3 separate regions of the Mus musculus genome follow, and all the other regions are linked to region 2. Evidence: chromatin contacts called from public HiChIP or PLAC-seq data. All regions are on one chromosome and are shown on one strand. Each heading gives the region's core, a stretch centred on a gene start, on an enhancer-like site or on the middle of the called end of the contact. The rest is flanking DNA. Distances are from core to core; before and after follow the strand shown. Region 1 has its middle 24 kb from the start of Gm23626. Region 2 holds the start of Dcaf15 (DDB1 and CUL4 associated factor 15). Region 3 holds the start of Zswim4 (zinc finger SWIM-type containing 4).

Region 1 (3,609 bases), core at 493-2,992, 250 kb before region 2:
AAGCAGGAGGATCTCTGTGAGTTTGAGGCCAGCCTGGTCTACAAAGAAAGTTCTAGGACAGCCAGGACTACACGGAGAAACCCTGTCTCCAAAAGGCGGGGGGGGGGGGGGGGGGGGGAGCGGCGGGGAATCTTCTTGCTGAAAGTCTGTGCGAATACTCATTGCAACCTTTTAAAGGTCTCATTGCTTCTGAGAAAAAAAAGCAAGAAGAGCATGAATGCGGAGAGACCGAAGAGGAAGGGTGGGGAGAAGCCCTGGAGAGGCACAATCTAGGTGCTTTGGTTACTAGTGAAGGACGGATTGGATGGGTTGGACAGTGAGTGTGTGGGTGGAGGAGGGAGAGGCAAAGTAGGCGAACGTGGGAAGACATATGGTTGGGGTAACTGATGCATGGGTAGACATACTGAGTGAACAGGTGGACACATGCATGGGAGGAAAGCCGGATACATGGCAACACCTAAGGGTGAGGAACGCGGGTCAGTTTGCCGCCGCCCATAGATGCTCAGACATACCACCAGGTGTCGCCATAACCTTAGGAACTACCTCAGAGGGCACGTCAAGTAGGCCTGCTTCACATCCAGCCATAACCTTAGGAACTACCTCAGAGGGCACTTCAAGTAGGCCTGCTTCACATCCAGCCTACCAGACGTGCTCAGGCCCACCTTGCATTCGTTCCCGCCCATCAGCACCCACAGGCTTCCCCTTCTCCAGGAACAGTGGCAGCTGCAGATAAGCAGGGTGACCACACACACGCAGCCTCCCTGGGATGGCAGGGTATGAAGACTGAGGGACTTAAACTGGTTCCTGTCTTGCTAGCATCAGCGGCTCCTGCTGTTACTCATGGGTACATCACAGCCATCAGTGTCAGCCCAGGAAACCACCCCAGCTTTACACCTTTGAAATAAAATGTTATTAAGCCCTAGCAATCCGCTTAGAGATGCAGTGGCAAAGGGATTGTTTGTAGTTGAACCTTTCTCCAAACCACTTCCCATTAGCTATCAGCGTAGCTCGTTCCCTCACAGCTGGGCCAGAGTACCTCTGAAGGCAGAATTTCCCAGCCTTTCCCAACATGCCCCACCTCCCCGCACCCTACCCAAGTCCCCAGAGAAAGCACTTGTCCCCTCTGCCAGTCCTTTCTGGCTCCACTGCGCACAAGGGATCCGGGTCTTTTACAAAGCCGGTTCAGAGTATTCCAGGCAACCTTAAGGCAGAGGGTTGATGGACTGTCAAGGGACAACTGGAGTCACCCACACCATATCAGCGCATTCTATCCCCTGAAGCTTGCCAGTTCAGGCTTGGCTGGCCCACAAGCCCCGCACAGCTCCCTTACAGCCTGCCCCGTGAATACTCACTCCCACTCTTTCCTTCTGGCCTGAGGGGTGCTGTGCATTTTGTGCGCCTGGTGGGCCAAGATGACATCCCGGTGGTCCACCACGCCACCACGCCGTTTCAGAGTTGGCCCCTCGAGGCTTCCGCTCATCTGCTGTGACCACGGGACATGCAGAGTCCTGGATGAGCCTGCCAGGGTGCAGTCCGTGCCTGGGTACCTTGGGCTGTGCAGGAGCTCATGACTGAGGGGAGAAAGCATGGGGTCAGAGCCCCAAGAGGCCCTCGGCATCCATGGGCCTCGCTCAGATATCCCAGGAGAGGAAACTGGAGGGAGAGAGGAGACAAGGAGAGCAGAGTGAGAGAAACTGAGGGGAGGCCAGGGCTGTGCGCGAGCAGGTGTGAACAGCAGAGGCCACCCCACCCTGCGCCCGGAAGTTCAGCGCCCCAGGCCCGGCTGCCAGGATTGAGTATTCCCTTGGCAACTGGGGGGCAGGAAAGACACTTCTAGCAGTTGCCGGGCAACACAGGCCATGGGTTGAAAGGGCGCAAGGGTGTGGCTGATGCTAAGCAATAGAACTACCTAGCTCCAGATCGAACTGGGGTGGGGTGGGGAGGGGTGGGGGAGGGGTGCTTTCTCACATCTAGATGCTCCCTTCTGCAAAGTGGACCCTCTAAAGCCCTTGCTTTCTGTGCTCTGGACCTGCGTCCAGTGGACTTCAGATCCCTGATGGCAAGTTCAAACTCAGTTGCACTGGACCAAGAGGCTGGTCCTGATCTGCTTCCTGTGTAGTTAGAAAGCACACCGAGAGCCTGTCTGTTAGTTTCTTTGTCTCGATGTTTTATTTATTATATTCATGTGTTTGCAGTGTGCATGGGGCACTGGTATGTGCATATATGTATGCGGAAGCCAGAGATCAACATTAGGTGCTATTCCTCAGGGGCTACCACCTTAGTTTTTTAGACAGAGTCTCTCACTGGCCTGGAATAGAGTAGACTATGCTAGCTGACCAGTGAGCCTAGTCTAGTCTGCCTGTCTCTGCCTCCCCAGCATCATGATTCTAGCTTGTACCACCATGCCTGGCCTCTGTCCCCACCCCCACCCCCACCCCCGACATGACACACACACCCTAGGGATTGAACTCAGGTCCCAATATACTAAGCTATCCCCCTAGCCCTTTATTTTCTTCTTGTTGTTATTTAAATTGTGTGTGTGTGTCTGTGTCTGTGTGTGTGTGATGGGTGTATGGGTGTGCCGTGGGCCATCTGTACTGATCAGAGGACAATGCTGTAGGCATCAGTTCTCTCCCTCCATCCTTGGGCTCCAGAGACTGAGCTCAAGCTATCAGGCTTGGTAGCAGTGGCCTTTACCCACAGAGCCATCCTATACCTTTCCGATTTTGCTGTTTTTTTATGTGCACGAGTGTTTTTCCATGCAGTCTGTGCATTGTCTGTGTACACACCCTGGGAGGTAAGAAGATGGTGCTGGATCCCCTGAAATGGGATCCTGCCCATTGTTAACCACTATGTGGGTGTGGTGTGAACTCCAGTCCTCTGCAGGAGCAGCCAGAGCCTTTAGCCACGGAGTCATTTCTCCAGTCCCTATTTTACTAATTTTTGAGGCTGTCTCACCTTGCTGCCAAGGCTAGGCTGAAACTCACAATCTTCTACCTGAGCCTGGACAGTGCGAGGCTTATACATACGCACCACCATGCCAGCTCTTTAATCTGTTACTTTGTCCTTGGTTTAATTCTATTTACTTGCAGTATGGAGGCAGAGTCGGAGCACACCACGCAAGGACTCGACTCCCAGCTCTTTTTCACTTTCTGTTTCGCCAAGTTTGTCATGAAACTTATTCTTGTAGCCCAGGCTGGCCCCAAACTTGTGATTCTCCTGCCTTAGCCTCTTGAAAAGCTGGTATGGCAGACAGGCCTGTACTGTCAGCCTGGCTTTTTTTATTTGTCACCACAGACTTACAGAGACTGGAGACATAATCCTACAGACGCCAAAGTCTCTCTAGGTGACCTTGGACACCTAGAGTGTGAATGTGGCTGGCACACTCTATTGTTTAGGAAGAAAATCACATGTGGGTGTTCAGTACAGACTCAACCATGGGCACTGAAAGCTTTCCCCTGCCCATGGGGGCTCTGTGTGCCCTGGCCTGTGTTGAAGCTGCTGGTCGGTCCTTCTCCACAGTGAGTGCAGAACACCAGCAGGCCAGGGGAAGCTGTTGTTTAAGATGCGATCTTACCATGTAGCCCAGCTTGCAGTGATCTCCCGAGC
Region 2 (3,420 bases), core at 236-2,735:
AACTCATCCCTAAATTAAGGTGGAGAGTGAGAAGACCATTTTTGACCTCTTGTCTTTTCATACACTTTCATGGGCAAAATCTCATCTGTACACTGTGCGCGCGCACACACATACACACAAACACACACACACACACACACACACACACACACACACACACACACACACACACTGCCTCCTTGCTCTTCCTTTCCCTCCTGCTCTGGGTCCACTAGTCTATGATTCAGCTGAGGCTGGGTCTGCACATGCATGGTCATATTTTCTCCTCATGCTGGGGGGAGGGGGGCTGCTAGTGAGCCCTCCAGTCTTTGCATAAAGAAGAGATCACCTAGTAAGTCTCTCAGCAGTGTCCCCATCACTAATCCATACATCATGGCAGGTTAGTCTTGAACCTCTCCAGAAACCTTTGTCTTTGCTGGAATATTCCTCCTCCCCCGCTTCACAAAGCTACTTTGCATCCAACTGCCTTTCTACCCATACCTGGAATTCAAGGACAGGTACTCATTTCCTTGTTTATGACCTGTCCTGTTAGCTGGGTTCTCAATAAACCGAATGTGGCTGTAAAAAGAGCAGCCAGCAGTCTGGGTACACAAGTGCCATGTCTTCAGGGGAGTTCACTTTATGCCTGTTCCACGTGTAAAATAAAGGACCATTGCAGAGATTGAGTGAATGTAGGCAAAACTGGTGCATGAAGCTGTCATGTCCCGTAATATTTATTACCATTATTAATTAGTATGATAGGCTTAACAGGCCTTCCACAGGAGGTGCAAACTCAGAACCACGCCTGACCCATGGAAATTAATTTTTTTAAAAACAGCATGATATCTGTCTGATGCTATCATCGTCATCGTCGTCCGGAAGATGCTTTGTTTTGTTTCTTTGTTTGTTTTTCTGAGACAAGAGTCTCTCTGTGTAGCCCTGGCTATCCTAGAACTCACTCAGGCTGGCCTCAAACTCAAAGAGATCCACTTGCCTCTGCCTCGTAAGTGCTGGAAAGGCGTGAACCATCACGCCCGGCCTGGAAGATGTTTTAAAACGAGCCATTTTTTTCCCCACCGCCTTTTCCTGGTCTCCTCCCTAGCTGCCCAGGGATGCTCCTCAGGCCTCGGCCCTCCCAGCCTGAGCCAGAGCCAGGGCTGGAGATTCTGGCCCTTATGGACCACAGGTTCCCATAGCCCCGCCCACAGGCCGCTGGACGGCCAGTGGTTTCCACGGAAACCCACTCAGGGGCGTGACAATGTCAAGCCTGACAGAAATCTTCGCCTATTCAGTTGAAGTTTTTTGGCCGAGGAGCGCCAAAGTGGTTTCTGAGTGGTTTATCTTTAATGAAGGGCGGGAATAAGGCGGGAGCTGTTACCATCTTTACCAACCAAAAACCAAGATAGCTTTGATGGACAAGCGTAGCGGGAAGCGACAAGGAATGCCGGCTGTCACCCAACCGGCCGGCCGCAGTAAGGAGAAAAGGCCAATCAGAAAGTGCCAGGGGCGGGGCTAAGGGACCGGTTGCTCCGGAAGTGGAGGGAGGGGGTGAAAATGGCGCCCAGCTCGAAATCGGAGCGGAACAGCGGGGCCGGGAGCGCCGGCGGAGGCCCTGGGGGGACCGGGGGGAAGCGGGCGGTGGGGCGGCGGCGGGAACACGTTCTCAAGCAGCTGGAGCGAGTCAAGGTGAGGCCTGGCGTCTGAGGCGAGCGCGCCCGGTTGTGAGGAGGAGGGGACGCGGGAGGCGGCGGAGGGAGGGCGGCGCGGCGAGGTGGGGGGCGGGGCCGGGAGGGGGCTGGGCGGGCCGGGCGGTGGGGATGGGGATGGGTTTGGCGGTGTGGAGGCTGGTGCTGAGGCGCGGGCTGGGCTGGCGAAGGTTGGTGACTTGTGTGCAGCCAGTGAGGCGGGTCACCTGCAGGGGGCCTTGAATGAAGGCTGCTAGGCGAGATCAGTGAAGAAGGAAGGGGCTTGGGTGGCGGAGGCCGGGGAGAATCATGGAGGAAAGACCGGGGATGGAGGCTGATGGGCGGGTTACTGTAGAAGCTGTCCGAGGAATCTGGAGGAAGGGGAGACCTTGGTTTAGACCGATTTTTCAAAGCACTGCCCCTTGTTGGAGCTACCCCCCCAAACCCCTGAAGAGCCCCTGCTACCGACAATGGGCAGCCTCTGTTGGATGCTCCCTGTCTGTCCAAGCTCTGACCATCTCTATATCTAGTGCTTGTACCTAGGTCTGCCTCACTCATTGAATGGAGGAATGTTTCCAGAGTAGGGCCAGGTCTTCTCAAAGTGGAAGCCACTTAGGGCTCTGTCTCCCTTGTCAGAGGACACCTGAAAGGACAGGGATGTGAATAATGTTAGGTGGGCAGCTGTGGAGCAAGATTGTCTATGTGCACAGGAAGTTGGGAACTGGGTAAGGGCGAACTGTGCTTTTTCCTGGTGCTCCCTAAGCAAGGCTGTGGCTCTGCCCTTAGCCTAGACACTCCCTGGGCAAGGGTTATATCCTCTCAGGAAGGCTTGTCTGACAAAGCCATTCCCTTCATGGGTCGAGATGAACTAGGGGCAAGGTGCCAGGCCTTCTTTCCCACTAGATGGCTATCTTTTGAAGGCGGGCCAGAATAGCTCCCCAGTGGTCAGCTTTATGCCTGTTTCCTCAGATCCTTCCTTGGTGATGTTTTAGGGTGTGACAGTTGATTGGCAGTTAATTAAGAAAGGGGTTTTCTTAATAATGGATTGGAGCATTGGGAATACTGGGAGCTTTTGGTTCGGAGGCTCTATAGGTATAGGCTCTTGCCACCAAACCTAATAATGTGTGAGATCCCCAGGAGCCACGCAGTGAGAGGACATAGAGACTCCTGCAAGCTGTCCTCGCCTCTACTGTGAGTTGTAGTCTGCACAGTAACTACATTATCAAGAGAGAGATGGGTCCCCTTGTGGGCTAATTGGGAGCAGGCAGATAAATGCATGGCCCCACATCCTAGTCTCATGCGTCAGTTTTCAGGAAGGAGTCAGTTGTCCCAGTGAGGGATCCTTCCACAGGGAGACGTAGGGCTAGGGCTGGGAGGACTCTGGATCCAAACGGGGCTACGGCTGGGATGTAACCTGGGTCCTTGGTGGGGGTGGGGTGCTTTGTAAGGTCACTTGGCTTTGGTGTCTCCATCTGCCCCAGCAGTGGGCCTGGGGAAGCCTCGGCCTCTGGGAAGGAGGCTGGGAGGCTGCTTGGCTAAAGAGCCCTGGCTGTCTCTTCCCCAGATCAGTGGGCAGCTCTCACCTCGTCTTTTCCGGAAGCTGCCCCCCAGGGTCTGCGTGTCCCTCAAGAACATCGTAGATGAGGATTTTCTCTATGCAGGGTGAGGCTGAAGCTAGGCTGGGTGGTGGCAGGTCGGGCTGTGGGCGTGTCCTCATCTGCCCATTCTGCCCACAGCCATATCTTCCTGGGATTTT
Region 3 (3,412 bases), core at 772-3,271, 130 kb before region 2:
TGCCCCCTTGGCAGACCTCTATCTCCAAAAATATCATAACAGTAGCAAAATTAGAGTTATTAAGTAGCAACAAAAATAATTCATGGTGTTGGGGGGGTCACCACAACATGAACTGTATTAAAGGCCCACAGCATTAGGAAAGTGAATAGCTGCTGCATTAACTCAACTCATCTTACCCTAAAAAGCCTAAAAACAACAATACAAAACAAATAAACAGAAAATGTGGTACATTTACGCAATGGAGCACTACTCAGCTATTAAAAACAATGAATTTATGAAATTCTTAGACAAATGGATGGATCTGGAGAATATCATCCTAAGTGAGGTAACCCAATCACAAAAAAAAAAAAAAAAAAAAAAAAAAAAAAAAAAAACCCACACATGGGCTGGGCATGGTGGTGCACACCTTTAATCCCAGCACTCAGGAGGCAGAGGCAGGCAGATTTCTGAGTTTGAGGCCAGTCTCGTCTACAAATTGAGTTCCAGAACAGCCAGGGCTATACAGAGAAACCCTGTCTCGAAAAACAAAAACAAAAACAAAAACAAAATGGAAATAAAGAAACAAAGAAAACTAAGACATCACTGCTGTTATTGAGACAGGGTCCCGCCGGGGATGTAAGATTCCCTTGGAGTTGGAGTCACAGCGATCATGTGCCATGTAGGTTCCAGGAATCAAACTCAAGTCTTCTGGGATCCATTGACCGGTGCTCTTAACCTCTGAGCCATCTCTCCAGTTCCTCCATTGTGTTCTTCCCCCTACAAAAGAGCCCCACTTGAGCAGCCCTGTTTCAAGGGTTCACAGGCTACTTATGAGTGACTGTTAGTTGCCACGGTGGGGAGGGGTCTGTCCAAAAGCAACCAGTGGGCTAGTCGGCTTCTGTGGACCAGGTTGGGTTTTTCCTGCTTTGAGGATCCTAAACACTAAATGGGATCACAGCTATGTTGGCAGGTTTTAGTCTGAACTGCTACTGTACGCTGGGCGCTGTTCCACGTGCTGACTTGTCTCCCCATGGACGTACACTTGATCCTTGGAGCTCAGAGTTCAGAGAGACATTTAACAACCCCCCTACCCTGGTATCTCAAAGAGCTCTAAAGGATGAGGCAAGAGGATCTCCAATCAGACTAACCAGGGTTACATAATGAGAGAAGGGGGGGGGGGGTTCAGAGGTAGTGCAGGGTGGTGGGCCATCTAATCCTGGACTAGATGAATAAATGATGCTGGAGAGGCCGCGACGGTAGGAAAACGCAAGGTTCTCTTAGGTCATGGGGGTGGGGTGTGGAAAAATGACGAAGATGGTGAGTGGCTTCCGCACTGTGGAAAATATAAGCTGAGTCAGGGGGAAAAAACGATTCGAAGTGGGGGATTTGACATGCATTAAGTCCAATCTAATGAAACTAACACTCTCATGGGTCGAAATGGGCAATTTCATGTTCATTCCACAGACGTAGAAAGGATTGGGGTGTCTTAGCTCGCAGCTCAAGAGGAACTCGTAAAGTTAACAGCCCACAGCGAGCGCATTGCTAGGAAGGACTGTGCTGGCCCGGGTCGGCTCTTAGAGCATCCAAACTGTACCAGTGGCCCAGAGAGGTTATTGAGTTTCTAGGGTCATTACAGCTCAGAGAGAGTCAACCCCGGCCGGGAGGCGGCCGGAAGCGACCCTCCGTAAACAAAGCCGTGTGTAGGCGCAGCCCCAGCCGCCAGGCTAGAGGGCCGGCCCAAAGGGGCGGAGAAGGAATGTTGTGAATGAACGTGAGACCTCCCCGAAACTCCTCACAAGGCCAAGCCGTGGGGTTCCCTCATTTTGATTGGCTCATACCGCCCCGTGATGGACAGCGACTCTTCTTGCGACCTCTTATTGGATGGCACAGAAAAGACGGACGTGGAGATTGTCGAATGAACAGCGGCATCTTGGAGGCGGGTCTTTGAGGACAGCCAATAGAAAGGGAGAAATAGGGCGGTGGGGGCGGGGCCTCGTCTGAGGAGGCAGCGGCTGCTAAGACGGCTTCATTGTTGTGAAGAGTCTTAAAGGGGCCGCGTCGTCCGGCCGGCTCGGCCGGATGGAGCCCCCGGCGGCCAAGCGCAGCCGGGGCTGCCCCGCGGGGGACGAGCCCGGGACCGGGGCCCGTCGCAGTCGCCCCGAGCCGTTGTTGGACCTTAGCGCCAAGCGGGTGGCCGAGAGCTGGGCCTTCGAGCAGGTAAGGCCCCGGCCTGCCCCAGGCCTCACACCTCGCCCCCTCCCCAGCAGCCAGCCCCCCACACCGCCACCCCGGGCCCCGCACCCCGAGCCTCTCTGCCCGCGACCCTCCGGGTCTCTATTCTGACCTCTTTTCTTCCTCAAGAGACACACCAGCCCAGAGACCCACACTGCCCCACTCCTGCCGTAGGGTTTCCCTGTCCCACCCTCCAGGAAGAAGACCCCCGTCTCTGCAGGGCCTATACATGACACCCCTGTATCCCTTTGCTCCAGCCTCCAGAGCCCACCAGTCCTCTCCAGATCCCCGACTGTGGGACAAGAGGCAGGGTCACTGAGGGAAGGGCTCTGTGCCCCTCCTCCCCCCTTCCCCCTCCCTCCAGCTATTCCAGAGCCAAGATTGGGATACAGAGGCAGAGAGGCTCCTGGAACCCCTACTCTGTGACTTGTGGAGTGGTGTCCCGAGAAAAAATTCCCCTCTCTCTGTCTAAGGGTCCCCCAAGAAGATGGGAAGGGTCCGAGGCTCCTCTCAGTCCCATACAGCTGTCTTTCAGTCTGACTTTGAGTGTTCTTGGCCTCACAACTCTTCCTGAGTTAGGATGGATGGGTTTGGACTGACCGTGGACTGAGCAGGCTCTGATTCATGACCGGAAAATCCCTCCTTAGTCATCTGCCAACTGTCAGGAGCCGAATCACTGACTCCCCCTTCTCTCGTAGAAACCTTGGGTAGGGCCTCCGTGCTGTTCACCCTATGTGACATGCACAGAAGAACCGTAAAACTGTCTTCAGGACTCTCACAGATCTGCCTTGGCCCAGCCAGGTGCTAAGAGAACTCTGGGCAGGTTCTGGAGCCCTTGTGGAGTTGTTCTCACTTTGAGGAAACTGGGGCACAGAGACGTTGAGAAACTTGCCCAAGGTCACCCAGCCAGTCACTAGCCAACTCAGATTGGAACACAGCCTCGAATGCTGGCTCCATTCCTTGGAGTCTACAGGGGATGGCAGGTCAGCCCTTCCCTCCTAGAGAAGGGGCTTTTTTTTTTTTCCTCAGGGGAGGAACAGGGGAAGAAATACCCAGGGTGGAACTGATGTTGGGAGTCTGAACAATTTGGTTTAGGGATCCTGAAGAGCTGACTTCATCTCTGATGTAGTAATGCTGACCCCTTCAGGTTCTCAAGCTGTCATGCCAGCTTCCTCAGGCTCGTTCTGAGGCTGTGACACTG

Evidence for each region. HiChIP or PLAC-seq counts read pairs in DNA pulled down with a chosen protein or histone mark.
Region 1: a contact with region 2 is called in an H3K27ac HiChIP or PLAC-seq map of embryonic stem cells, with 5 read pairs. The contact joins the enhancer-like site here to the promoter of Dcaf15 in region 2. A contact is called at or near these places in 5 of 39 promoter capture datasets (the 3T3-L1 cell line, embryonic stem cells, hippocampal neurons and 2 more), 3 of 484 Hi-C or Micro-C datasets (embryonic stem cells, nephron progenitors and uterus), 3 of 115 datasets of contacts at active chromatin or transcription factors (embryonic stem cells, fibro-adipogenic progenitors and neural tube) and 3 of 9 other capture datasets (adipose tissue, embryonic stem cells and pancreatic islet).
Region 3: a contact with region 2 is called in an H3K27ac HiChIP or PLAC-seq map of extraembryonic endoderm stem cells, with 4 times the contacts expected there. The contact joins the promoter of Zswim4 here to the promoter of Dcaf15 in region 2. A contact is called at or near these places in 4 of 39 promoter capture datasets (erythroid cells, hippocampal neurons, macrophages and 1 more), 1 of 15 datasets of contacts at CTCF or cohesin (large pre-B cells), 7 of 484 Hi-C or Micro-C datasets (embryonic fibroblasts, embryonic stem cells, muscle stem cells and 3 more), 7 of 115 datasets of contacts at active chromatin or transcription factors (bone marrow-derived macrophages, effector CD8 T cells, embryonic forebrain and 4 more) and 2 of 9 other capture datasets (adipose tissue and liver).

Annotation. Positions count from the first base shown.
Region 1 is chr8:84,354,869-84,358,477 of GRCm38.p6, reverse strand. It overlaps a transcript of Cacna1a not described here. Among named protein-coding and RNA genes, the nearest start is that of Gm23626, 24 kb to the left of the region's middle. Within about 2 kb of position 1,742, at least 42 of the 459 cell types and tissues checked have an H3K27ac peak or open chromatin away from gene starts, as enhancers often do. A contact at or near this core is called in embryonic stem cells and pancreatic islet, where this site is marked.
Region 2 is chr8:84,102,862-84,106,281 of GRCm38.p6, reverse strand. It overlaps Dcaf15 (DDB1 and CUL4 associated factor 15), which reads left to right and starts at 1,485. Exons shown (of 13, transcript NM_001357322.1): 1 at 1,485-1,665; 2 at 3,229-3,326; 3 at 3,401-3,420. The coding sequence starts at 1,534.
Region 3 is chr8:84,235,651-84,239,062 of GRCm38.p6, reverse strand. Zswim4 (zinc finger SWIM-type containing 4) reads left to right here and starts at 2,021. Exons shown (of 14, transcript NM_172503.3): 1 at 2,021-2,196. The coding sequence starts at 2,059.